4 separate regions of the Mus musculus genome follow, and all the other regions are linked to region 1. Evidence: chromatin contacts called from public HiChIP or PLAC-seq, Micro-C and promoter capture Hi-C data. All regions are on one chromosome and are shown on one strand. Each heading gives the region's core, a stretch centred on a gene start, on an enhancer-like site or on the middle of the called end of the contact. The rest is flanking DNA. Distances are from core to core; before and after follow the strand shown. Region 1 holds the start of Kcnh2 (potassium voltage-gated channel, subfamily H (eag-related), member 2). Region 2 holds the start of Rheb (Ras homolog enriched in brain). Region 3 has its middle 21 kb from the start of Gm42228. Region 4 has its middle 23 kb from the start of Klhl7.

Region 1 (5,867 bases), core at 1,306-3,805:
CAGAGGATGAGGGCGTGAACTTGCAGACTTAGACAACGCAGCAAGGTAGCTGTTAGTATAGTCATTTTATGGATGAAGAAACTGGGGCTCAAGAGAAGTTCATCTCAACGCCCCAGTCTAGCAGCTCATTCACAGTGAATCCAGCTTTTGAATCTCGTCTGGCAGAAGGACAGCTGGGGGTCACAGGCACAAGTTCAAGGTCATACAGAAAACTGTTTATAGAAGGAAAACTACCTGCAGCTTCACAAACCCAGAGGTCAGGCCAAGACACCAGCCCACTTGTGGAAACCAGACCTGGGAAAGATTACCACCTCTAGGGATATGAAGCTTTCCTTGGTGACCCCATCAAATGGAGTCCAATAGACCCACTTCAGCTAGACTTGGCTCATCCACTCCACACTTGAGCTAAAGGCCAGGCAAGTGGATGAACAGCAAGTCGGGCAGCCTCAGGGCATCTCACTTTTGTATCAGAGTTCGAGGGATAGGTACCTTCTATAAACAGAAACTCTGTCTGTCCACTTTGGCCTTTAAAGCTGGGGTGTGCAATTGAAGTTGAACCTGTTTCCTTCCCTCCTCGCTATGCAGTCTTCAGGCTGCAGCCCTGCACAGTCCTGCAAACCCCAGGCAGCTGGCTACAGCAGGGCTCCCTGCAGCAAGGCCAGCCTACCAGGTTCCAGCCTCCCAACTTCTGCCCTCCAAGAAGTTACTTTTGAGCGTTGGGTCATCTTTAGGTCAGTTCCCAAGGCCTTTTGGAACTCCCAAGCAAGCATCAACCCCAGGTCCGAGTTTCTTGTCCTATGAAAAGGCCTTCTAACTCTGTCTCCACTCCTACTGAGCCTAAGGTGTCCAGAGTACCCACCACCCACAGGAGAAAAGTGAGCCCCCCCCCCCCAGACTAGGAGAAGAGAACAAAGTTCCTTTGAAGGCAAGTCCCACTCTACCCCACCACTTGACTGAAGGCCTAAAATACAGATCCTGGCGAGACCTCACAAGCCCTGTAGTTTATCACCTTGTTCACAAATGTGGAAACTGAGGCTTTGAGTAGGAAGAGTCACTCAAGGTCATCTGGCAGTCAGTGGCAGAGGCGGGGCCAGAAGCCAAGCCTCTAGGACCCAGTCCAAGATCTTCTCAGATTCTGCCCCTGCCTACCTAACTGGTAGGAAAAGAAAGCCCGAGCAAGGGCCTGCCCCCTGCCCTTAGGCCTGCACCACCTCTTCGGGATCATCCTGTTCTCTGTCTAGGGACAATGCTGCCCATCCAACTGAGCCCTCCCTCCCAACACAGTAAAGCACACATTGTCCTGTGTGCACAGGGTCACAGGCAAGGAATGTCACCCTCCTGCTCCAGGGGCCCTTTGCAGTCACACACTCTGTGGCACATGCAGCCTTGAGGACAGGCACACCAACACCAAACATTCACCTAGCCTAGGACACATTTCTGGAAGTCTCCCTTGCCAGGTCCGAATAAGGGGAGTTGTAGTCACCCAAACCCAAAGGGGCTTGGGGTACCATCCCCAGCAGGAAAGTCCACCACACTGGAACTCCATGGCCAGCCTGTTCGCCCCAAAGCCAGCTTCAGGTGTGCAGCAGCCTCTCAGCACAGGGCCCACAATCTTGGGGACTTGCCGGAGACGCCTCTCCACGGCCCATGCAGACTCGAATTCATTAGTGACACAGGGATTTGACCATATACTTGTCACACACTCAAGAGCAGATTTGGTCACTAATCCTACACCTCTAGTTTTAGTCTGTCACATACAACACAGCCAAGACTGGAACGCGCAGTGTACTTTTAGGGACCAACAGCTTAGGTCATAAACAGTCTTAGGACAGCACACACACACAATCTCATCAACTCTGGACATTTAGAGTTGGAAACACCTACACATCTCATCCCACCTCCCTTTCCTGCACATTCCTGGTGTCATACTCACTCTCCGACCCCTAGCTGCAACACTAGGCCCCTTGGTCCTATGCCAGTGGTCCCTGGCACCAAGCCTTGTCCCCTTGGCTCCTGGCGTAAGTCTCAGGGCCCACCAGCCCCTACTGACTCACATTTTTGCACTGCACACGGCCCGGGCACGCCCCCCCAGCCACACTCAGCAGAACTGGACCCACCCCCCCAGACCCCCTCCCCGCCTTGCCCCCTCCCCCACTCACTCTGGCCCTCAAACTTGCGGATGATGGTGTCGAGGAAGGTGTTCTGCGGCGCGACGTGGCCCCTCCGCACCGGCATCCTGAGCCCATGGGCGGGCCGGGCGGGCCCCCACCCACCCTGGCCCGGCCCGGCCCAGCACTAGGCTTCGGGTGGCCTGGCCGGGCCGTGGTCTCCGCACCCCGCGGCCAAGCTGAGTGCGGGCGGGGCCGGAACTGGACCGAGGGCGCGGGATTCCCGCTCTGCTTAGTGGCTGCCGGCTCCGGACCCTGGGCCGGGCCTGAAGCTGCTGGAGCTGCGGCGCCGGCACACCTGTCTGTCGACCCGGGCTGGTGGTGCCACGGGCCCGGCTGCACCTCGTCCCCGCGCCGCGCTCCGCCCGCTCCAGCGCCGGGCTCCCGGCTCACGCCTGCCCGCCGCCGCCGCGCCGACAGCCGCTCCAGCGCCCGCGGCTCGGGCAGCGCCTGCGGCTTGGTCCGGCGGCTGAAGGGTTAATGCGGCGCGCGCCCCTCCGGCTCCGGCCCCCGCCTCCCGGCCCCCTCCTGTCGCCGCGCGCCGGCAGCACCGCCCTCTCCCCGCCACCCCGAGCGCCCGCCCTTCTTATTGGCTGAGCCGCGCCGAGCGCTCCCGGAGTCCCAACCCCTCGCTCCGCTACCGCGCCCCCGGGACTCGCGCTCCGCCGAGAGGGGGAAGGGACCTTTAAGTAGGGGAACGGTGAGGACAGGTGCGATGGTCGGTTTGGAGGTGACCAGGGAGAAGGGCATATCGCCCCCTCCCAGACTCAGGACTGAGAAACCCGATTTGATGGGGACAGGACCAACCCTTTATCTCCTGCTTCCCTGCTGCGCCTAGGGCAGGCTGAGTACCCACAGCTCGATGTCGGAATGTGCTGTGGGTGACGGGGTTGAGTGAGGCCTAGGCTCTGAGATGAGCCGCCCTAGGACCAGGGGACAGCCAGAAAATGGGAAGAACAGGGAATGTGGAAGCTGTAAAATTTTGAGACAAGGGTGGGTGAGCCGTAAGAGAGGCACGCCTCCCCTGTCTCCAGGGAGTTATAACCTCTCGGTGGTTATTCGAATCTCTCCATGGATGACACGTACAAAGAGACCGACAGCAGTTGCGGCCTTTTAGCTGTAAGAGCAAAGCGAGGCCCTTCCTTGAGTGCGAGGTCCCAGCCAGGGGATCCCCGTGAGCTAGAGGCCTTCCCTCCCTCTGCTGAAGGAACCTCATAGGCCCAATAGGAGGGCTTGGGGCCCCCCGAGGCGGCCCGGGCGGCCCAGCCCCCTCGGAAAACCCTGGCCTTGCCTTGGGCCCCTCCCCCTGCCAGCTGGCTCGCTCCAGCAGCAGCTCCCTTATTTAGGCAAAGAGGTCTGAGGATGCTCAAGGGCAGGCAGGGTGTCCACCAGCCGCCTGCCCACTGCCTGCCCACCGCCTGTTGGGGCCTGAGTAGGGGGCTTCGGGCGGCTGAGGTGTCCTTGATTTGAGCAGCTCAGCGACGCCTGGGGCAGGGCAAGGCCGAGAGGCGAGTGTTGACAGCTGAGCAGGCCTGCTGTGGGGAGGAGCCAGGCAGCTGGAGTTGAGGCGGCCTTGAATCCCCTCCCCTGCCTGCAACCCGGATCAGAGGCCTGTCTAGATGGATGGGGCCATGTGGGGGTTCCTGAGGGCTTGCAGCTGCCTCTGTCCTTGCAGCAAGGGGCTGGGTCTTGTCACCAGCGGGAACCTTCATTGGATGGGGGAGAGGGGGCGACGGACGGCGCAAGAAAGGTCGCCATGAGACCACGCCAGCCAGACTCTTACCTTACTCTTACTCCAGGAGCAAAATCCTGAAAACACTAAGGCCAAACAGGGCCCCTGGCCAGGAGGTGACACTCTTTTTTATTTGCTAGTGGGTGGGCAGTGACTCAGGGAGGCAGCCGGTGGGAGAGAAGGAGGTGGCTCCACCAGCTGATGCTAAAAAAGTCCAGAGACTCCTGCCTGCACAGTCATCCCTCAGACCCTTTCCACCAACAGCGTCTTCCTCATACACACAGGATGCCCAACTTGTAACTTAGCCTGAGAGGCCTCAGCGCCTCTGGGCTCATGGCTGCTCTGGCCCCGGAACACCCGGCCTGTGTGAGTGAAGAGTCCTCCTTTCTAAGCCTGGGGACTGAAAGTGAGAAAAAGTGAGAGTGGGCACGGAGAGCAAGATCCAAAGGAAGAAACCTCTATGGCCTCCTTCTAGACCGAGGCTTCAGGAAAGATTGGTCCCAAAAGGAGGGGACTCCTCGTCTGACTGGCCAGCAGTCCTTACCACTGGGAGCCACTTGCTGAGGAAGTCTTTTGGTCTTACTATCCCAGAGGGAAAACACAAGGTCACCGAGGCCCATTATCTGCCAGTAAAAGGAGAAACCAGATACACAGTAACTCTCCTAAGAGCTGCTTGCTTGCTAAAGAAAGCTCTCTCTCTCCTCTCTCCTACACACACACACACACACACACACACACACACACACACACACACCACTACCACCAGCAGCAGCAACAAGCAACACTTAGAGAAAGGTGTGTGTCAAAGCCAATGGCAGATTCTTACTTCTTAGGAAGCTCAGAGGGTTCCTGAAGGCTGGCTTGCAGACAAGCTCTCCTCAAGGCATTTCTGGGGTTCTGGTACCAGGCATTAAGAGACCACCTTATATAGAAGACCCTCTGGTCTATCTTGTCCCAACCTCCCAATTCCAGGTGCAGACAAACCTAATCTCCAGAGCAACCACACTCTGCCCCACCCCCACAGCAGGCCCCAAGGGTCATCCCACAGCAGAGCTCTCCCCCACCCTGCCTGTGATGGAGGGAAGGGAGAGGCTGCCTGAGCTCCCAGAAAGAGATGTTTAGGGAGAAAAGTCTGCGGAGGACCTCCTACCCACCCTGCTCTGCTCCTGCTCAGCCTGGGGAGAAGAGGACCTCCACGAGAAGGAAAGAAATGGAAGCTACCCTTGCTGGAGTCCCCAGAGGACCAGGCCAGCAGAGATACACAGCTAAAACCAGACCCAGGAGAGTCAGTGACACAAACAGACGGGAACTGACAGACAGTTGATGGAGGATGGATGCTTTGGAAACCCCAGGGGAGGAAGAACAACAGCATTCCCCCATTTCAACAGCAAATGAATTTTGGAAATTATAGGGAACTTTTTCTGTAAAACTGGGTTTTCAGAATAGTGGTGGTTTTGGATATGAACTGGAGTTAGAGGAGACAAGCAAGGGGCAATCTGCCCCCCACTCCTCACCCCAGGAACAGGTACTTAGGACCTATTGAGAGGAAGAAAAGTGAGAGGGAGGAGAAGGAGGGAGGTTAACCAACAGAGGATGGGGGCACTTCAAGCCTATATCACGAAGCCAGACACCCTGGCTCTGTTATGCTCCAGCCCATTCCAAGGTCTTTTCCTACTGACCTGATACTTACCCTTAAAGGCATACTCTCCTGACTCCTTGGCACAGAACGTGGGTAAAGTCTCCTGCTGTTCAGGAGACTGGCTTCCCATTCTACTGCTACCAGCCATTCCAATGAATGTTTCCTGGGGACCTTCCATATTCTATGCCTTGTACCAGATGCTGGGGGGCGGGGGACAAGAGGGCTAAGCCAGTCTCCCTCCTCCAGGGCTTCACAGTCTAGTGGTATCTGAGAGAGGTGGTGGGCAGACTTAACTGTAGTCTAACAATGGGATTGTGAGGTCCAGGTT
Region 2 (5,867 bases), core at 1,701-4,200, 490 kb after region 1:
GACAAGGTCTAACTCATCTACTCTTTTTCGAGACAGGGTTTCTCTGTGTAGCCCTGGCTGTCCTCGAACTCAGAAATCCACTTGCCTCTGCCTCCCAAGTGCTGGGATTAAAGGTGTGCACCACCATGCCCGGCTGACTCATCTACTCTTGCTGAACTGCCACTCACCAAACCACAACCATTTCATTTTATAAACTTCCACATCCCTGTGATCTCGTCCCTCTTAGCAATACAAGGAATACACACAACAAATAAGCTTTTGGAAAGATGATCTAATGACAAACTAGATTACCAACACTCTGGAAGATATTCCAGAGAGACTACCAGACGCAAGACAGTTTACTTTTTTGACAGTTTTGACTGGAGGAGTCCTCACTAAGGACTCAGCTGTAGTAACAACAACGCACCATGAGGAAACTGCTACATATGGCCACCACCAAAATTAACAAAAAGGACCTCCATAAAAGCCAGACTGAATTACAGGTGACATGTCCATAAAACTTCCCTACTGCAAGTATCAGGAAAATACTGCAGAAGGAAATTTTACTGACTTGAAAGCCTAATAATGAAAAAAAAAATTACATTTCAGTTTTTGCTGAAGGCAAACTTAAAAGTCTGTGGCATCATCAAGTAACAATGCCCAGCAGTCTAGTCAGAACAGAAAACAGCATTTACGCAAGAAAACAGTAAAAAAGGACATGGCTGCCAATCCCCACCACACCACATCTAGAAACAGTGAAATTTCTATAGTCTGCCACCACACACATCTCTAAGTTCTAATAAGTGGTCAATTCCCAGAAGAGTGGCTAGTACATGCTGAAAAGACCAACTACTCCTCTACAAAGAATCCAGAAACTAGAAAATATGTCCTTCATATGAAAGCAAACTAAAGTTAAATGCAACATTAGCAATAATGTAGTATCTTACTTTAGGCATTACACTTGAAAACAAGTATAGAGAATACAGGCTGCAACACACCAAGGGCATTGCATACAGGTCTACAATCCTGTGTTCCTCCCCGGGCTAGCACTACACTTACAACCAGCAGCCCAGAGTGAATGTTTGTGAGAAGGATAGGAGTAGCCAGACACATCTATCCTGGCTCTAGTGGGGCTTTCCCAGGAAAACCAGTCTAGGCTATACAGTGAGTCGAGGACTACCCGGGTTACATAAGACCTTGCCTAAAAAAATCAGGATGGTTTTCTATTGACAGAAGTTCTTAGCAAAGGAGACATAACACTACACTTATTTAAACCCATTGCCATTTCAAAAATTACAATAAAATCCAGACTGGTAGAATATTCTCTTGCATTGAAAACAGGTAACCCTGATACTTGTGACTTATTTATGCCTTGCATTCAAGATTACTATCTTCAATTAGTTATCTGATTAGAGGGTACTCAATCAACAGCCAAGTTACATCATGGTCTCATTCTCCAAATTTGGAGGGAATTCAGAAAACAGTATGGTGACTCAGACAACCAACACTGGTTACATCAGGAGTTCTATCTTGGTGTGAATGGATTCACCGTAATTTTGTGCCTGTTAACTCTAGGGTTGCAATTGTTAAAGCAGTCACCTACTCTTTCCTACTATGAACACCTCAGCACTGCACTATGCACGTGTCACCTTTCCACTCTAGGCACTCCCATCTGTCACACTGTCTCCGATCTTCCATTCCCTTCCTAAGGAGTTTCTCCAGTTCTTGAGGAGAGAAGGTGAAAAGTAAGCAGGCCCTGACTGATCTTGGTCAAAGAGCACAGAGCCGGGCACCAGCAGTGGAAAGCAGGGTGAGAACGCAGAATGAACCGCCTAGCAGGAGCCCATCCAGTGGGGAAGGTGTTCTACTGCCAGACTCTCCACTCCTCAGTGGTCCCTGTCAAACGCACATTTTCTGGAGACAGTTACATCTTTCAAACAGCACTAAAGATGAACGTGACAGTCCCCTGTTCCGGTCGGTCAAAAACAATAAAGCCTCACCCTGCAGCGTGGTTAAGTTCAAATGTCCTGTATCACACGATGGACTGAATACTACTGTCTGGACACCGCGTTCCCTCCCCACCCCACCCAGGACCACCTCTATTCGGCAAAAAGGTGATTACTAGGAACAACTTTAAATGTATGTCAATCGCTTGGTGGTGGTGTTAGGAAAACAAACGGGCTTTTGAATTACTTTAACAGCCTGGTTCCAAGTGCCTGGCCTTGTTTCTCCTCAAAGGGGAAAAGAAAAATAGGACACATTAGAGACGTCTTTCTCCTCTTCCCTGTGCTGGCTGCCAGATGCTACCTAGCTGGCCTGTGAGGGGTCCAGTCTAGGTTTCTTGGAGGCGGAAAACTTGGTAGCCAAACGTCTTGAAGTTTCCCTGTTTTCTTTAAAAGGCTTAACTTCTTTGCAGATGGAAAGGTCACAAGGAGAGGTTTCCTTTGTTGAAATGCCCGGGGCTTGTGGGATTGGGGAAACGGGTGGGGACAGACCGTGCTTAGAGAAGGCGGGACAGATGCGGGGATCCGACTAGGCTGCTCCGGGCCGCAAGACTCCCGGGCAGTGGCCCGCGGCTCCTACGCCGAGGGAAGGACGCGGCCGCCTCGGCCTGCCGCCCCGCCACCTGTCCGCCGCGCCTGGGGACAGGGGAAGGCGCCGCCGCCTCCACTCAAAATGGAGGTTATGAAACGCGCGCCGCCCGCCCGCCCGCCACATGGCCGCGCCGCCACAAACTTCGCAGGCGCGTCCGCGTCCTGGGGCTCAGCCCCGACATCGCCCGGGCCGCCACTCACCCACAGACCGGTAGCCCAGGATGGCGATCTTCCGGGACTTGGACTGAGGCATCTTGGTGGCCTGCTCAGCCCCGACCCAACCACATTAACCGCGGCGGCGGCGGCTCCTCCGGCTCAGACTATCGGCGGCGGCTGCGCCGGGAGAACGCGGCATACAGAGCACGGCGGCGGGCGCGGCTGCCTCTCGCTCGCTCGCTCGCTCGCTCCTTCTCTAGCTCGCTCAACCGCCCGGAACCGAACGCGCGGGCCCTCCCCCAACAACACACCCACGTGACCGCGCGCGGCCCCGTCTGCGCCGCCTCCCGCCGCCGCCTCCCAGCCCGGAACGCGCGGGGGAGCGTCGGGGAAACGTTTTACTTTAAAGGGAAAAAGCGGAGACGCCCCAAAGCCCCCGGAAAAGTCACGACCGAAACTCGCTGCGTCATGACCCTCCCACCTACTTCCGCCGCTTTTTAATTACGACAATCCTGCCCGAGCTCTGACTGGACGGCTCCCAGACTGCCGCGCGATGACGCAATGGAAACTCCGTCTTCTATTGGGGATTGGAAGGGTGGAGCCAAGGAGAGGTGCCGCTCAGCGGGGAGCTAAAAATAAATTCTGTCTGCTTTTGCTCGGCGGGGCGCCTGCGTGGTCCAAAAGCGTGGCCCTACCGGCGGGTGGGCGGGCGGGCAGGCAACTCCTCAGTGATTGGCTAATGTGGGTGCGGGGGCGGAACCAGAGGCGTGAAGCACGGTGATTGGTGAAGTGCTGAGCCGTTGGCCGACTTGCGCCTGCCGGCCCTTAAAAGGAGCGAGGCGCGTGGCCCTAGCTGACGGACTGTAGGTTGGCTGACACCTCGCTTCGCACTTGTCTATACTTCAAATTACCGTCCTGCTATGTTAGCTTTAGTCTGGGCTTAACGTGGGTGGTGACTAAGCTTTATTCGTGGCTGAGGAACTGTGGGAAGAATGAAATCTGTGCAGCTCGCAAATGTCAGAAATTCCATTAAAAGCAGCGCGAGCTGACCAGTCCTGGTGCCGACTCGGGCAACACGCCGGGTGGCACGCACCTCGCACAGACAGGCGCGCGCGTGGGAGTCCTGCAGCCAGATCAGTGCGTCTTTTCATACTGAACACTCGAGAGGTTATTTCTGGAGAAACGTGAAAGTCAGCCATTGTCAAAAACGCCGAGGAAAAGGAGGAGGCTTAGCTGTCTGGTGTGGGCGGGCCATGCCTGAAAAGGGAAGGCTGTCATATTTTCTACAACAGTCGTACAGGCAGAAAGCTCTTGTTTCCAGAGAACTAGAGGAGTTGAGATATCCTCATATTGAAGAACAGGGTGGAAAGCTAGACCCTAGGCCTAGTTCATCGAAGTCCAAACTAAAGGCTAGGCCTGGAAATAAAGGTGCCAAGAGAGAACAGCACACTTGTCCTTAATTTTTTGCCCTTCACAATAGACTTATTTTTATAGGGTCTCACGTAGTCCAGGCTGGCCTGGAATTCTTAGAGATCCACCTGTCACTGCCTCCGAGGTGCTGGGATTAAGTGCTGTTCTGCTACCTTGATCTTTCAATTCTCTTTTCTCTGTCCAAATGCTAGGATTACCGACTTCCAAACCATGTTTATTCGGTGCTTGGGATTGGACCCAAGATGAACTCAAGTTCTCAGAGAACTGAGCCATAACTGCCTTCCCCTTTGAACTATCTTAAGTATTTTAAAACAGACTCAGGTTAAACGTATATTCAGCAGATGCCCCAATCCACCAGTGTTCTTGAGCTCGTAGCACTTTAGTCCGTGGTAATGTAGCTAGCATAAGGTTACCTTGCAGTGGGGTGGGAGGTTCAGCAAGTTGCATCAACCAGTAAAACCACTTGCTACACAAACCTCACAACCTGACTTTGATCAGTGTATACCAAAGTGGAAAAAGAACTGACTCGTGGTTGTTCTTTGGCCTCTATATCCGTTCTAGTTTATGAACACATCTGCACACTATTACTGCTGCTGCTGCTGCTGCTGCTGCTACTACTACTACTATTACTACTACTACTACTAAATAGAACAGGATACAAACAACATGCTATGCATAATTGAAATCTATATTCCTGTTGGGTGTCTTTGTATCGTGTTCTGATATCTACTCAAAAATATCCCTCTTTGAGTTCTTTCAAAAAGTTTAACAATATTGCTTTAGGCTAGGAATATTAGTAATCAGAGAAGTAGTTATAAAGTTCAAAAATGTTCTAGTTGCTGACTTAAAGTTCTTAGATGTCAGATTGGAGAATTTAGAAGATTCTATTATTCCAGTGTGGATTGAATTCACTTTCAACGATGGTTCAGGGGCCTGGAGAGATGTCGCAGTGGTTAAGAGCACATACTGCTCTTGCAGAGGACAGACTTTGGTTTCCAGCACCCACATAATGGCTGATAACCAGCTATACCTCCCGTTCCAGGGGATATGAACCCACTTCCGGCCTCTGTGGGTACTACATGGCACATGGTACACAGACACATGCATGCAGGGAAGATAGATGGCTCAGATTATATAGAAGAATAGATATCAAAAGTATGCACCCATAGAAATACCTAAATATAACCAGACAGGAGCATCAGAAGAAATGCTCTTTCTGTCTACTCCAAAGTGGTACAACCAGCTGAGAAAGCTCTTTAACCTTTTAAAGCAGCTGGAAGAGTGGCTCTCTCCAATGAGCATCCCAATGTTCTGCTAGCACAATCTCAGTATGCTGCCTTTTTTCTCCATGTTCTTTTACATTGTTCCTTTTCTATGTGCCCTAAAACTCTGAAGTCTTCCATTTAAATCTCTAGATAGAGAACATAATTAGTTCAGTTAATGACCATTGTCCCTTGAGGAGCTTATGCTAAACATGTGACTCAAGCAGATAGGTCTTTGCTGGCATCCATTTCTGGGGTTTGTGGCTATTATTTAAAACAACCAGCCTTATACTGTAATATTTTTATTGGCTTTTTGTGAACATTTGCAAAGTACAAGACTTATAGTTGTGACACAGTTTTGTTTGTTTGTTTGTTTATGTGTGTTGTATTTGTGTGTGTACATAACATGGTATATTTAGAAGCTAGAGGACAACTTTTGGGAGTC
Region 3 (5,867 bases), core at 1,830-4,329, 480 kb before region 1:
CACACATTTGAACTCTACCTGGGACTTTCCAGAGGGTCAGGTGACTATCAGTCAGCACATTCTGAGATTTTTTTACTCAGGAATGTTCTTATGGGTGGAGAATGGAACTTGGCCCAGCCTAGACCCCAGGTGGGAGGGGGAAAGCTATAAGGAGGGTGTGGGACTGGAAAAAGCCCCTAGGGTTCCCCAACAGTGTTCCTGTAGATGGTGTCTACAGCACAAACCTTCCTGACATTCCAGGAAATAACTGTGGTGCCTCCATTTCCCCAAATCTTAAAGCTTTTATTCTTCAAGCCTGTCTTCACACATAACATAATTTTTTGTTGTTGTTGTTGTTGTTTTGTTTTTGTTTTTGTTTTATGAATGGTGCTGAAAATATATACAGTAGTTCAGTGGGGAGACCAATGCTTCTAAGATCACTTATCAACACCACAGGCTCTAGAACCCCATACCCCATGTGACCCACCAAGATCACACCTGAGAAGAGCAAGATAATAGAGATGTAAGACTCAGGCTGCTCAGGATCCTGTTGGCCATCAAACAGGACTGTACTTGGGTTAGTTTAGGTTCCTTCCAAAGGTAATAAACATGTGCCTGGTCATCTTTTAGCAACTCATGGTTTGAAGGGGAGTTCTTGTTTAATGGGAGGAAAAAGGTAGCCGCATCAAAAGGAGAGCAAAACCACAAAACACATAGAGTGTCAGTTTCCCTACGTGGAGCCAACTGGCAGTGATTCCTCTGGTGACCAAGCCATAATGCTTCCAAAGCCAGATAAAGGGAATTGTTCCCACTAGGCCACACAGCTGAAAGGGCTGGAGGATGCTAAGCAAGGAGTTTCCAATGCCCTGGGTGTCAGCATATACCATGGCAATGCAGTCAAACCCCAGAACTGTCACGTAGAGGAAAGCCAGACCTTACCAGCTAGGACAACAGTCTGTCGGCAGTACGCTTCCCATCCCTCCCAGTGTGTGTAGAGCAGTCTATGTGTGTCTTACAGGCAGTGGAGAAACCCTTTGGTTGTGGCCTGCTGTTCTTCAAGGCTGGAATTGTGTCCCTTTGGTCTTTCCAGGGTTCTGGATTTGTGGATGAATCTATTCATAGCTTTCCCAAACTCTGTTTCACCTAAAATAAAATCCAGATAAGCTTCAACCATATCCCTCGGTTGTTCATGGTAGACTCCTCTGCTTCCATGTTGAATGGTTTGTGTGTGTACCTCTATCTTTCCTTCCTCAGGGATCTGGGATTTGCTACAGTTCTGGAATGTCAGTGGTATTGTAAGACCCTAGGGAACAAATCTGACTCATGAGTTCCAGGAGTTGTTGGACGAATACCCGTATCTTCCTGGCCTTCAGTGAGACAGTCCTGAGTACATGATACAGTCCCTGAAGATTTCCCACTCTCCCTACAGTCATATTCATGCCATTCCCTTTATCGACATCTCCCCCACCCTGCTCTCGTTTCCTGTCCCACTTCCCTTTCTTTTCCTCGATGTCTGGATCACATTGCAAACAGATTAATTTTCACCCTAGAATCTTGTCTTAAGATAGGCTCAGGAAAGAACCAAGCTAAGGCACAGAGGAAAGGGAAAGAGAAGGGGCTAGTTCAGAAAGCACGAAGACCAAATTGCCACTTGCTCAAAATGTGAGCTCCTGGAAATCGTCACAGGTACTTACTGGTTACTCTTTCTAAAAAACTAGATGCTTGTGGAGGTGGATTAGAAATACACAACTATTTCAGAGGTACTCAGCACAGGGAAGACAAGTCCTGCAAAGTCCTGAGGAGCCAAGTAGAGCTCTGAAGGAAGGTGAGGCACAGGGGGCAAGAGGTAGGAGCTGCTTATTATACAAATGGATGTACTGCCAGGCTACTAGAAACAAAGATGACAACCAAACAACAATGGTGGAAATACAGAGAACATTGGCTTCAGTCTTATTGTATGGGAGGGGATAAAAGCAGGCTTTGTGTACAGTACCCTACTGAAATCTCACAGTATCCTGATGAAATTAGTTCTGTAATTGTTCTTACTTTGCAGAGAGGCAGAGAATATGAAATAAAGTAACTTTGAAAGTTCACATAGGCAAAACATGGAGTGGGCATACCCTTTCTATTGAGCTACCACTTATGTATTCCTCTGTCCATTTATCATCTGAATACACACCTCTACATATTGATCTTTCATCTTGTTCATAAAGTTGATCTAGTGTTTTGTTGTTGTTGTTTGTTTTTTTTTTTTTTTTGGGCTTTTCAAGACAGGGTTTCTCTGTATAGCCCTGGCTATCCTGGAACTCACTTTGTAGACCAGGTTGGCCTCGAACTCAGAAATCCACCTGCCTCTGCCTCCCAAGTGCTGGGATTAAAGGTGTGCGCCACCACTGCCCGGCTAATCTAGTGGTCTTTATCTGAAAAATAAATTGAGAAAAGTGAATACTAATCATAAGCCCATAAGAAGAAACTGAATTAATCAGGGAGATGAGCAACATTGTCAATAGGTGAAGATGGCTCTTACTTGGGAATGACGTCATGTCTACTGGCAGCGTTCCCACCCCTGTTCTTCCCCATATACATAGGGAATTTATAATTTTGAAACAAATGCTGCAGGGATCCACTCTATTATCGTGACCAAAGAGTGGCCCATCCTCCTTGACACATTTGCCTCTCTTAAGTTTTTAGAGGTTTTGGGGGAGGAATTTACAAGATGGGAAGGAGTAATTCGTCTCCCAAGATGGTAGGATAGGCTATGCAGGTCCCATGGGCATGCTGCTTGCCCTTGCCCTTCTCAGATGGAGTCCCTGAAGTTTTAATAATCCATTTAACTGTACCAAGTTACCCTGCCTGCCCCCTGAAATGTGGTCAAGCCATATGAACTCAGCTGCAGCCCACTGTTTGTATGTACACTCGCAGACAGAATATTAAGATGTGGTTAGACACATGGCCTGGAAATAATAAACGAAACACCAACATAGGAAGAGTAAACAAAATGAGAGACCTCGCTGAGTTTGCATTGCCTTGGGTGTGCAGCCTCCAAAGAAGGCTTGCTGCCTCTCTAGGAAGCACCCCGCTGTGCACTGCTGGGGTTTTTACAGCCAACAGGGGAACTAGTTGATAAACCCTGTACAGAAATAGAACCTCTACAAGAAGTGAAACCAAGTTCCATCTGAGAATGAAACCACACCCAGTCACATGAGATGCCCGTGTTGTCACCTGGCTCAGGTCACAGGGGCCAATGGGCTGGTCCAGCTGCCTCACTGCTGTGTCCTTCTCTGCAAGGGGGAGGGGGAAACACTGAGACTTAGTGGACGGATGCTGCCTTTTCTGCTGACCTTGACACCGTGTGCTCCCTGGGCTTGTCCTGAGTGTCAGTGATGTGGACAGCAGGTTTGTCTGCAGACTAGCAATGGCCCTTTCAACCTGGGTGACAGCTGCAAAGGCAGCTGTAGTGGATGTGAGTGATCAGATTAGTAAAGTGAGAGAGAGAGAGTAGGTCACCTACAGTCCTTGCAGTGCTGATAACAGTGATGGTCACCGATTTGTCGCCAGCACAGTGACATGGGAAGGAAGATGGGGGGGGGTAGGAGAGGTGGGGGAAGAGGTGAATGGGAAGAATTCTTACTGTGTCAGGCGAATAGTCACCAACCTCATTCATCTCATTTAACTCTTACAATTCTAAGAAGCTAATGGTGCTTCCGTTTTACAAACTAGAAAACTGAGGCACACAGAGGGAAACTGCTTTCTCAGGATTGCAGAGGAAGAACATGATGGAGCCAAGCCTCAAAATCCAGGCCGTCTGACTCCAAAGCTTATGGCTTCTACCACCATTGAAGAAAAGATCCCCAAATTTATTTTCAAACCTGTAATAAACTTGAGCCAAAAAATTTACCCTGAAGTCCTTTAAAAGAAGTTAACAGAGAGAAGGAAAGTTTTCTTGACCCCAAGCAGAGGACACACTGAAGTCTCATGCGGCTTTTCTTATTCTGGATGATGTTGTTGAAGCTGCAGTACATCTAAATAAGAACTGTTTAGATAGAAAGCATGATAAGGGGTTCCAGTCTGCAAGGCGAGTATTTTAGACTCCTTAATAGCTTCCTTTATCTTGGCCATCAACTCACAGGCACTACAACTGCTCAAGTATAGGGTAGCCTGAAGTGTTCAGCTCTAAGTTGGCAATTAGAACACATTGCATCAGGAGCCATGCACGCTTTGTAAATGGAGGCAAAAGACAAGCTGTCAGATCATCCCACTGTCAGAGCATCCTGCTGCACTCACCGCTTTATTAGAACGCTAATTTCTACCACCACCATCAGCAATAATCAAAGGTCACGCTGGAGGGTAATATTTTGTGGAGAATGTAGGAAGTTATCACTGGCAAGAATTTAGAAATCTTTTCATTCGCTTGTCTGGGCCTAAAACGGCTCCAGAATGTCGGTAAATGAAAATCTTCCCTCCAGAACCACGGTCTACCTGTGTATTAGGGGACAGCAGAGGTGGTCATTTCTTGGGCATTCCTTCTATGCGGAACTTTAAAAAACTGGATTTCACGAAATCCTTCCTTTCCCAAAGTGAGCTGAGAGTGAGTGTGTAGATGGACACATGTGCCAGCATGCATGCCTGTGTATTTGCCCCATGCTACAGATGAGGAAAGTTGAGTTCCAAGAGGTTAAGCCCACTGCCCCAGGACATGAAGCTGGTAAAAGATATCAGGTTTCAGCTGAATTCAATTCTAGACCTGTTTGGCTCCAAATCCCTTTCTTCTACAGACTACAATATTGCTTTTCCTGTAGCCCTTAATGGCTTGTCACCTCTATTCCTCTGCCCATTGCACTGGTGAGGGTGGCACTGTCCACAGCTGATCTGTGTTGTCCCCTGTGAGGCTCACAATCCAGTCCCTGTGGATGGTGATGGTAAGAGCACTGCCAGCCAGCTTTGCCATAGCTGCTAGGGTAATCACCATTGCATAGCAGGCCGCCTACCAAGGGAGGGAAGAAGAGGCTGGAGGGAGGCCAAGAATAGACCTCTGGCCCAGGGAAGAACATGCTTATTTATCTGACTGCTTGAGGAACATGTAAAGGGAGCCTGTGACCTTTGAGAGGAAAAGGCGCTGTGTTAAGTCTAAGCCAAACGCATTTTATTCCTCTCCCCGTCAGACCAGATGCAATGCTAATTCGTACCTTGCGGATGAGTCTGCTGTTCCACTGCCTCATCCTCTGCGGGATTTGGGATCCAATTCAGAAATTAGAGGCCTGGAGGGCAGACAAAAGGGGATGGTGAGGCAATTAGGTAGAGAGCACCTCTTGACAGATACCTGGCTGTGTTGATAGCATGAACTCTTATTGCACAGGAGTGAGAGAAGAGACACAGGTCCTGCTGAGGCAGCCATGTCAGAGTCGCTCCATCTCCCTCCTGTAGGCAAACACCAGCTTGAGGACCACTTGCCAGAAGTTGTGAGTGAAGACTGAGTCACGAGCAACTGCAAACGGAAACCCCAGGGCCAGGTATTGATATTGGCTTTAAGAGGCAGATCACAGTTACGTCACCATCTAATGCAGAGCCATTATGTCTGACTTCATGTTTGTGCCCACCAGGTTCATCATTTCCATCAGCAGTCCCAGGCTTAGGCAGGGCTCAGGGCAGATTCCATGAGCACTAAAGCCTCTGCAACAAATTTAAAACCAAAACCAAAACCAGCCAAGCAAAACCAGAGCTGAACATTGCAAGTGAATGAAAGCAAACCCCGTAAGAAAGAAGACAAAACAAACAAACAAACAAACAAACAAACACAACCTGGTTTCCAGTTAATTTAAAGAATGTGAAATTCTAAGGCTACATCTGACTGTCCTGGACTTAATCTCTAACCAAGTCTTAGCAACTGG
Region 4 (5,867 bases), core at 1,135-3,634, 270 kb before region 1:
CAAAGGGACATGTAAAAGAGGAAAAGAACTTAGGAGAAGCAGTGATGTCCGGAGCCAAGGAGAATCATTCAAACACATTGTTCCAAATGCCATCATGATGTCTAATACTTGATAGGCTCATTTACGAGAGAGAGTCTTGAGTGCGCCCTGGCTCGCCAGCAAGAACAACGCTGCAACAGGATCCTTCTGCACATGTTTATTGGGAGAGCTTGATTGCAGAGGCGAAGAGACCCCAAGCCCAGAACTGGTGCTGCTTATATAGGCCTAGGAAAGGCGAGTCTCACACCCGGATTGGTTATGCATGGGTTATGCTTACCACCTCATTTGCATGTCTCACATCTGATTGGTTAACTTGTCTCTCATCTGATTGGTTAATTCTCAAAACCTCATCTTGGCAAAAAAAACTTTACTGCCTATGTATGCGTGGTGGCCAGCGGTAGCCAGCACCACCCTGCAACAGCACAAGTGGCTTCCCACAAGAGAGAGAGAGAGAGAGAGAGAGAGAGAGAGAGAGAGAGAGAGAGAGCGAGAGCGCTACTCAAGCCTGCAGATCAGCCAGCACTGAACAGCTCCCTGCACCCAGCGCAGCTGAGAAACCACAGCCAGCATGGGTAACACAGCCAGAAGCTGGAACCAATGTAACCCAAGGGACTGCGATCCAGATCTAACAGGCATCTGGGGTTCCCTCATTAGCAGTCGGCTCTAGTTGCTCCATTTGACACTGACTGGCCTCCAAGATTCTAGTACAAGCTTGGATGTACCCAGAACAAGTTAGCTCTAGAGACATGAAGGGGAATAACTCGTTCTATCATCAGGGCTGCTCTGCCAAAGGATTTCAACCAAAGAGGGAATATGAACTTTAAGAAAAGGTTGGCCAGAGAGATGGCTCAGCTGCCAATTTATATACATGGCAACTTGAGTTTGATCCCCAGAACACACAGAATTTATTCCTGCAAGTTGCCTGCTGGCCTCTATATGTGAGCTATGCCATCACATATGTGTGATGGTGTGATGTGAGCACACACACACACACACACACACACACACACACACTAAAGGAAGGAAGGAAGTCAGAAAGGAAAAGGTAAAAAATGAAATTCTTAAGATTTTTGGCAGTCTTGTCTGGCACACTTTTCAATGTTTTACTTGAAATATTTTACAACTTGGTTAAATTTTAATGAACTAATAATATTACAAATGATTCTTCTGTGTAGAAATACAAATTGCCAGTGGAATGCAATTGATTATTGTCTTTTGAAAAGATGTATTTTGCACCTATTTATAAATTCATTTCAACATGTCTTTCTCTCTCTTTCATAAAATTCTAATGAATCACTATTTTTTCACTAATTAGTTAAATAAAATCTTCCACATTGATTTTATACTTACATAAGAAGTCATATGGTTATAATAATCCTTTTTAAATTACTCTTTAGTTAGACATGCAATTAATTGGAAAGAAATTTCTGTCTTAATTCCTAACTGCAAACATCGTTAAGAGAAAAATCTGTTGTTCTTCATTCTTACATTCTTATACTTACATTTTTATGCGTAACTTTTTCCTTTTCATTAACCTTAGGAACTTAATAAGGAAGTCACAGCTGGGTGTGGTGACCCATGTCTTTGATCCCGGCACTCAGGAGGCAGAGGAAGGCAGAGCTCTGTGTTTGAGGCCAGCCTGGTGTACAGAGCAAGTTCCAGTACAGCCGGGGCTACGCAGAGAAACCCCGTCTGAGAAAACCAGTCAAACAAACAAACAAATAACCCACAGTCACTTCATTATTAACTGTCAAAACCTTGCGTGGGAACTCCTTTAATCTGGTCCCACGGCCCTTTCAGCGCTCACCCTCAAGCACATATCAAGAATCCCTGTTTTCTAGGATTTCAATCCTTCAGGGGACAAGAAGTTTGCCTTACCACATGAGGTCCTGAGTTTGATTCTCAGAACCTACTTAAGGGTGTGTGTATCTGCAGTCCAAGTGCTTCTCCTGTGAGTCAGGAGGTGGAAAAGGAAAACTCCTAGCAGCTCAGGGGGCAGCTAGGCTGGTGGACATAGCACCAAACAACAAGAGATTCTTCTCCAACAAGGTGGAAGGGGAGGCCTGATAACCTGAGGTTGTCCTTTGTCCTCTGACCTCTACATACAAATTGGCAGGTTAGGGGCGGGGGTGGGGGTGGGGGCGCTGTACTTGTAACCCCACCCCCACCCCCATTGTTGTTGTTGTTGTCGTCGTCGTCGTTGTCCAGGCATGGGGTCCTTGTTTTCCAGTAGTAGAAAGCAAAGGCTATTTTACAACGCATTATTTTTCCCCTGTCTCCTGTCTTGAAAATTGCTGTTATCTAAGGCGTAAAGCTCCTTCTAGTGGAGACAAGCCGCACAGCCTTGGGGCTGGGTGTGAGCACCAGAAGCCAGGGCCTCTGGACAAATCCTGGAGCTGGAAACGGTCTCTTGAAAGGCTGAGCTACGATGATTTTCCCAAGCATGTTAAATATCAGTGCCCTACATTTCACGTAATCTGAGGTTTCACTCGCCTCTACGACTTTAATATGCTTATTGTTTAAACAAAAGGCGTTCTCCGCCAGCGAAATGAAAGGGGAAAGAGAGAGGGGGACAAGGGAGGGAGGGAGGGAGGGAGGGAGGGAGGGAGGGAGGGAGGGAGGGAGGGAGGGAGGGAGGGAGGGAGGGAGGGAGGGAGGGAGGAGAGGAAAGAAAGGAGGGAGGGAAGAAAGGAGGGAGAGGGAGAGCGCGAGAGAACAGAGGGCAGGGACTATAACAGGTAGGGACTGAGGGATGCTGGGAGAACCTGGAGAGACCAGGTCCGTTTTAGCAAATAGTTTTAGTTAAATAGGCACCTTAACAGAGAGAGAGAGAGAGATCGAGTTTGGGGAGAACTATAAACACAGTTTGTTTGAATTCCAATTCGTTTCCTTACTCCTGTGTATGTTTTTGTATAAACAGAAAGGGGAAAGGTCAGAACACAGATGAGACACAGCGTGGGAACAAGGTACAGACCATAAGCAAATAATCTCTAGTCCTCTGGGTTTGAACTAGATTTTTGGTTTTATGTGATACATAAAATATTAATTTTAACTTCCCATTTGGCAGTGACAGAGATGTCTGTGGTCTCTAAGGACACTGGAATCGTTATTACAGTCCCCAGGGCTTTCTCTAAAGCAAGAGGCAAAATTTTCCCACTGTGAGCTTTTCCTTCTGATGGAAATCAGGTATCACTAGATTCTAAAATTGTTTTTTGTTTTGTTTTGTTTTGTTTTTTCCCCTTCTCCTTAGCTGCAGTTTTTGTAGACACAAGATTGCATCCCGTGCTACCCAGGGAACTAAAAAATAAAAATTAAATTTAAATTAAAAACAAAAAAAAATGATGACTAGTACTGGATCTTTGGATCTGCAGGTTCTGATTAGCATGAACACAGAGTCATCTGAGTTAGAGGGCTCAGGCATCCTCCCAGTTCTCCTGTAAGACAGACAGAGGGCACCAAAGAGGGATTCCTCTCATGGTGGTCACTGGCCTGAGTGTAGAACTTACATGATCTCTAAAATCCCTAGACTGTTTCTCAAACAGGCGCAAATACCTAAGATAGTGCTCTCTTTTACATGTGCACAGACACATGCATGTGAACGTACACACATATGCACAGACAGTAGGTATGCTATAACTATTATGTTATAATCAGACAATGCCCAGATTATCAATACAAATATACTTACTATTCATATGTACTTTATGAGACTTAGGTAGGCAGGCACAGTGCTAACTTAGCAACTGGGACGCCATTTGGCTTGAGGTACGCAGGCAAACACACCTCTCCTAGCAAAGCACTTAGCAACCTGAGAGTGGTACTTACAAGGATCCAGCCGCATGCACATCGCTCTCCAAACAAAGCAATCTGGTCATTCCTAGAGCTGCCTAGCAACCTCTTGGTATCTCCTCATTTGTGGCCAAATGCATCCTGGAACATATCTAGGAAGGAGGGGCAGTGTGCCAATCCAGCCTGCACTGGTTTGGGGTGCACACACACAAGGCAAACCATGTCCTCTGAGTGAACATCAAGAGAAATTCATCTACTTACTATCTTATGCCTTTGCAGGACTCCATATGCATATGGTTAAAATCAGATGCATCACGGCAAAGAACTTTACACAGTGAACAACAGATTATATACCCATGCCTGTCAATCAAAACGGAAAACTACCCACACTCCATCTCCCATTTCTTGGGGATTCACAAAGGGAAACCCCTAGCAATAAGCAGGTGTTCTTGGGCGCCCTAGCTCAGGGAGCTGAGGGCTTCCCACCCCAGCTTTGTCTTACCATCCATTGCTGCTCTGTTTATGTGCACTCCTTCAATACTTTGAACAAGACAGCAAGCCCATGGGAACATTCAGTCCAGACAAACACCACTGCCCATAACTGAGAATTTTTTACTTCAGCCTTGAAGAATGGCTTCCTCCTCCCTTGTCTGAAGCAAGCAGCCACCAATGTCAAGTGAGTCTCGAACAATGGTGTGCTCTAGTCATTGCTTCTCATTAAAGAGTTCATGCTGTCTCTAAAGAGAGGAAATTGTTCTTCCAAAAGGCTGAGTGGCCTGAAGATGAGGATGTTGATGGTCCAGAGACAAATGGTCTTAGGTCCATTTTTTGTTGCCTCTCTAACATCCTTTGGTTCTTAGGTAAAAATCTTAGATATGTATTCTTTGCAAACCACTGGGTTCCACCAACCCTAAAATTTGCAATGCTATTAAACAGTATCTAAGACCCAGAGCTGGGTTTTCTCCACTTTTCCTTAACCTTCCTTTTCTAGCACTCCCCAACAATGCATTAAGCAAATGCCTCACAATTTCTTCTGTGACAGAAAAAAAAAAATCCATGTTACCACTTCTGTGCTGGAATCCGTTACGCCGAGCAGCCTAAGGTCATTTCTGGGGTCGTGATCAGTTGGTGCATGTTTGTTTGGTGTTCGTTTGCTTCAAGGCAGTTTTTCTGTGTAGCTCTGGCCATCCTGAACTTTCTCTGTAGCTAGGCTGCCCCCAAATTCGAGATCTCTTGCCTCTGCCTCCCAAGTGCTATGTTGAGGGCTGGAATTAAAGGTGTGCCTTGTTTGTGAGCAATTATGTATGGCTCAGAATAAGCTCTCTCTTATGCTTTTTAAAGTGAAAACTCTATTTTGCATCAACAATCACATTTCAATGCTAGAAAAGCACTACAAAGAATTTATAATTTATTCATATGCCTATATCTTTTACTGAATATCTACTATTTGCCTCACAGACAGAGTCCCCTTGGCCCTGCCACCAAGATTGCTATTAATCTTGGAAAAATGGACAGTTCTGACTCATACTGGTTGCAAAGACGTCTAAAGAGGGAATGGCCATTCTGCCTGAACAAAACATAATCCAGAGTTATCTGGTAAGCCAAGGGTGTCGCCAAACATTCAAAACAGATTTCACACATCCCAAGTCCTAAAAGTCGCGTAGAGTCTGGACATCAGACTCTGGGAACACACATGTTACAACTTTGCATGCAGTTGTAGCAGTTGTGGTATGTGAGATACTAGCTTCTTTTCAAAGAGAAGTTTGGAGAAGTTAGTTCTAGAAAGAGCAGTTGAGTGGGGGACATGGTGAATCCTAGGAGTCATGGTTTACCCACCTCTCCTCATGATATTGTAACTAGGTTTCCAGAGTTTACTTGGCTGCCAATTTGTAACTGATAAAAGCCTAAATGGGGCTGTAGCTGTAAAGCTGGAAGTCACCTCAAGCATCTGAGAATGTGACACTGAACAGTCTGTGGAGAAAGATGCTACAACATTGTTGCCATGCGGAGCACTTGCCAGAAGCGGGAAAACATCACAC

Evidence for each region. Promoter capture Hi-C pulls out the DNA fragments that hold promoters and counts their contacts. Hi-C and Micro-C count contacts between places; a contact is called where the count stands out from the background. HiChIP or PLAC-seq counts read pairs in DNA pulled down with a chosen protein or histone mark.
Region 2: a contact with region 1 is called in a Micro-C map of embryonic stem cells, with 2.7 times the contacts expected there. The contact joins the promoter of Rheb here to the promoter of Kcnh2 in region 1. A contact is called at or near these places in 2 of 484 Hi-C or Micro-C datasets (CD4 T cells and embryonic stem cells) and 3 of 115 datasets of contacts at active chromatin or transcription factors (the 230-238 cell line, memory CD8 T cells and pancreatic cancer cells).
Region 3: a contact with region 1 is called in a promoter capture Hi-C map of trophoblast stem cells, with 2.9 times the contacts expected there. The contact joins the enhancer-like site here to the promoter of Kcnh2 in region 1. A contact is called at or near these places in 9 of 39 promoter capture datasets (the 3T3-L1 cell line, the C10 cell line, the HPC-7 cell line and 5 more), 1 of 484 Hi-C or Micro-C datasets (embryonic stem cells) and 1 of 115 datasets of contacts at active chromatin or transcription factors (pancreatic cancer cells).
Region 4: an H3K4me3 HiChIP or PLAC-seq map of embryonic stem cells shows a contact between it and region 1, with 21 read pairs. The contact joins the enhancer-like site here to the promoter of Kcnh2 in region 1. A contact is called at or near these places in 6 of 39 promoter capture datasets (the C10 cell line, HPC-7-derived erythroid cells and embryonic stem cells), 3 of 484 Hi-C or Micro-C datasets (the G1E-ER4 cell line and embryonic stem cells), 2 of 115 datasets of contacts at active chromatin or transcription factors (T-cell acute lymphoblastic leukemia and embryonic stem cells) and 1 of 9 other capture datasets (embryonic stem cells).

The regions. Positions count from the first base shown.
Region 1 is chr5:24,349,049-24,354,915 of GRCm38.p6, forward strand. Kcnh2 (potassium voltage-gated channel, subfamily H (eag-related), member 2) reads right to left here and starts at 2,556. Exons shown (of 15, transcript NM_013569.2): 1 at 2,160-2,556. The coding sequence starts at 2,235.
Region 2 is chr5:24,839,411-24,845,277 of GRCm38.p6, forward strand. It overlaps Rheb (Ras homolog enriched in brain), which reads right to left and starts at 2,951. Exons shown (of 8, transcript NM_053075.3): 1 at 2,775-2,951. The coding sequence starts at 2,826.
Region 3 is chr5:23,871,487-23,877,353 of GRCm38.p6, forward strand. It overlaps the pseudogene Gm9534. Among named protein-coding and RNA genes, the nearest start is that of Gm42228, 21 kb to the left of the region's middle. Within about 2 kb of position 3,080, at least 62 of the 459 cell types and tissues checked have an H3K27ac peak or open chromatin away from gene starts, as enhancers often do. A contact at or near this core is called in trophoblast stem cells, where this site is marked.
Region 4 is chr5:24,075,142-24,081,008 of GRCm38.p6, forward strand. No RefSeq gene overlaps it. Among named protein-coding and RNA genes, the nearest start is that of Klhl7, 23 kb to the right of the region's middle. Within about 2 kb of position 2,385, at least 62 of the 459 cell types and tissues checked have an H3K27ac peak or open chromatin away from gene starts, as enhancers often do.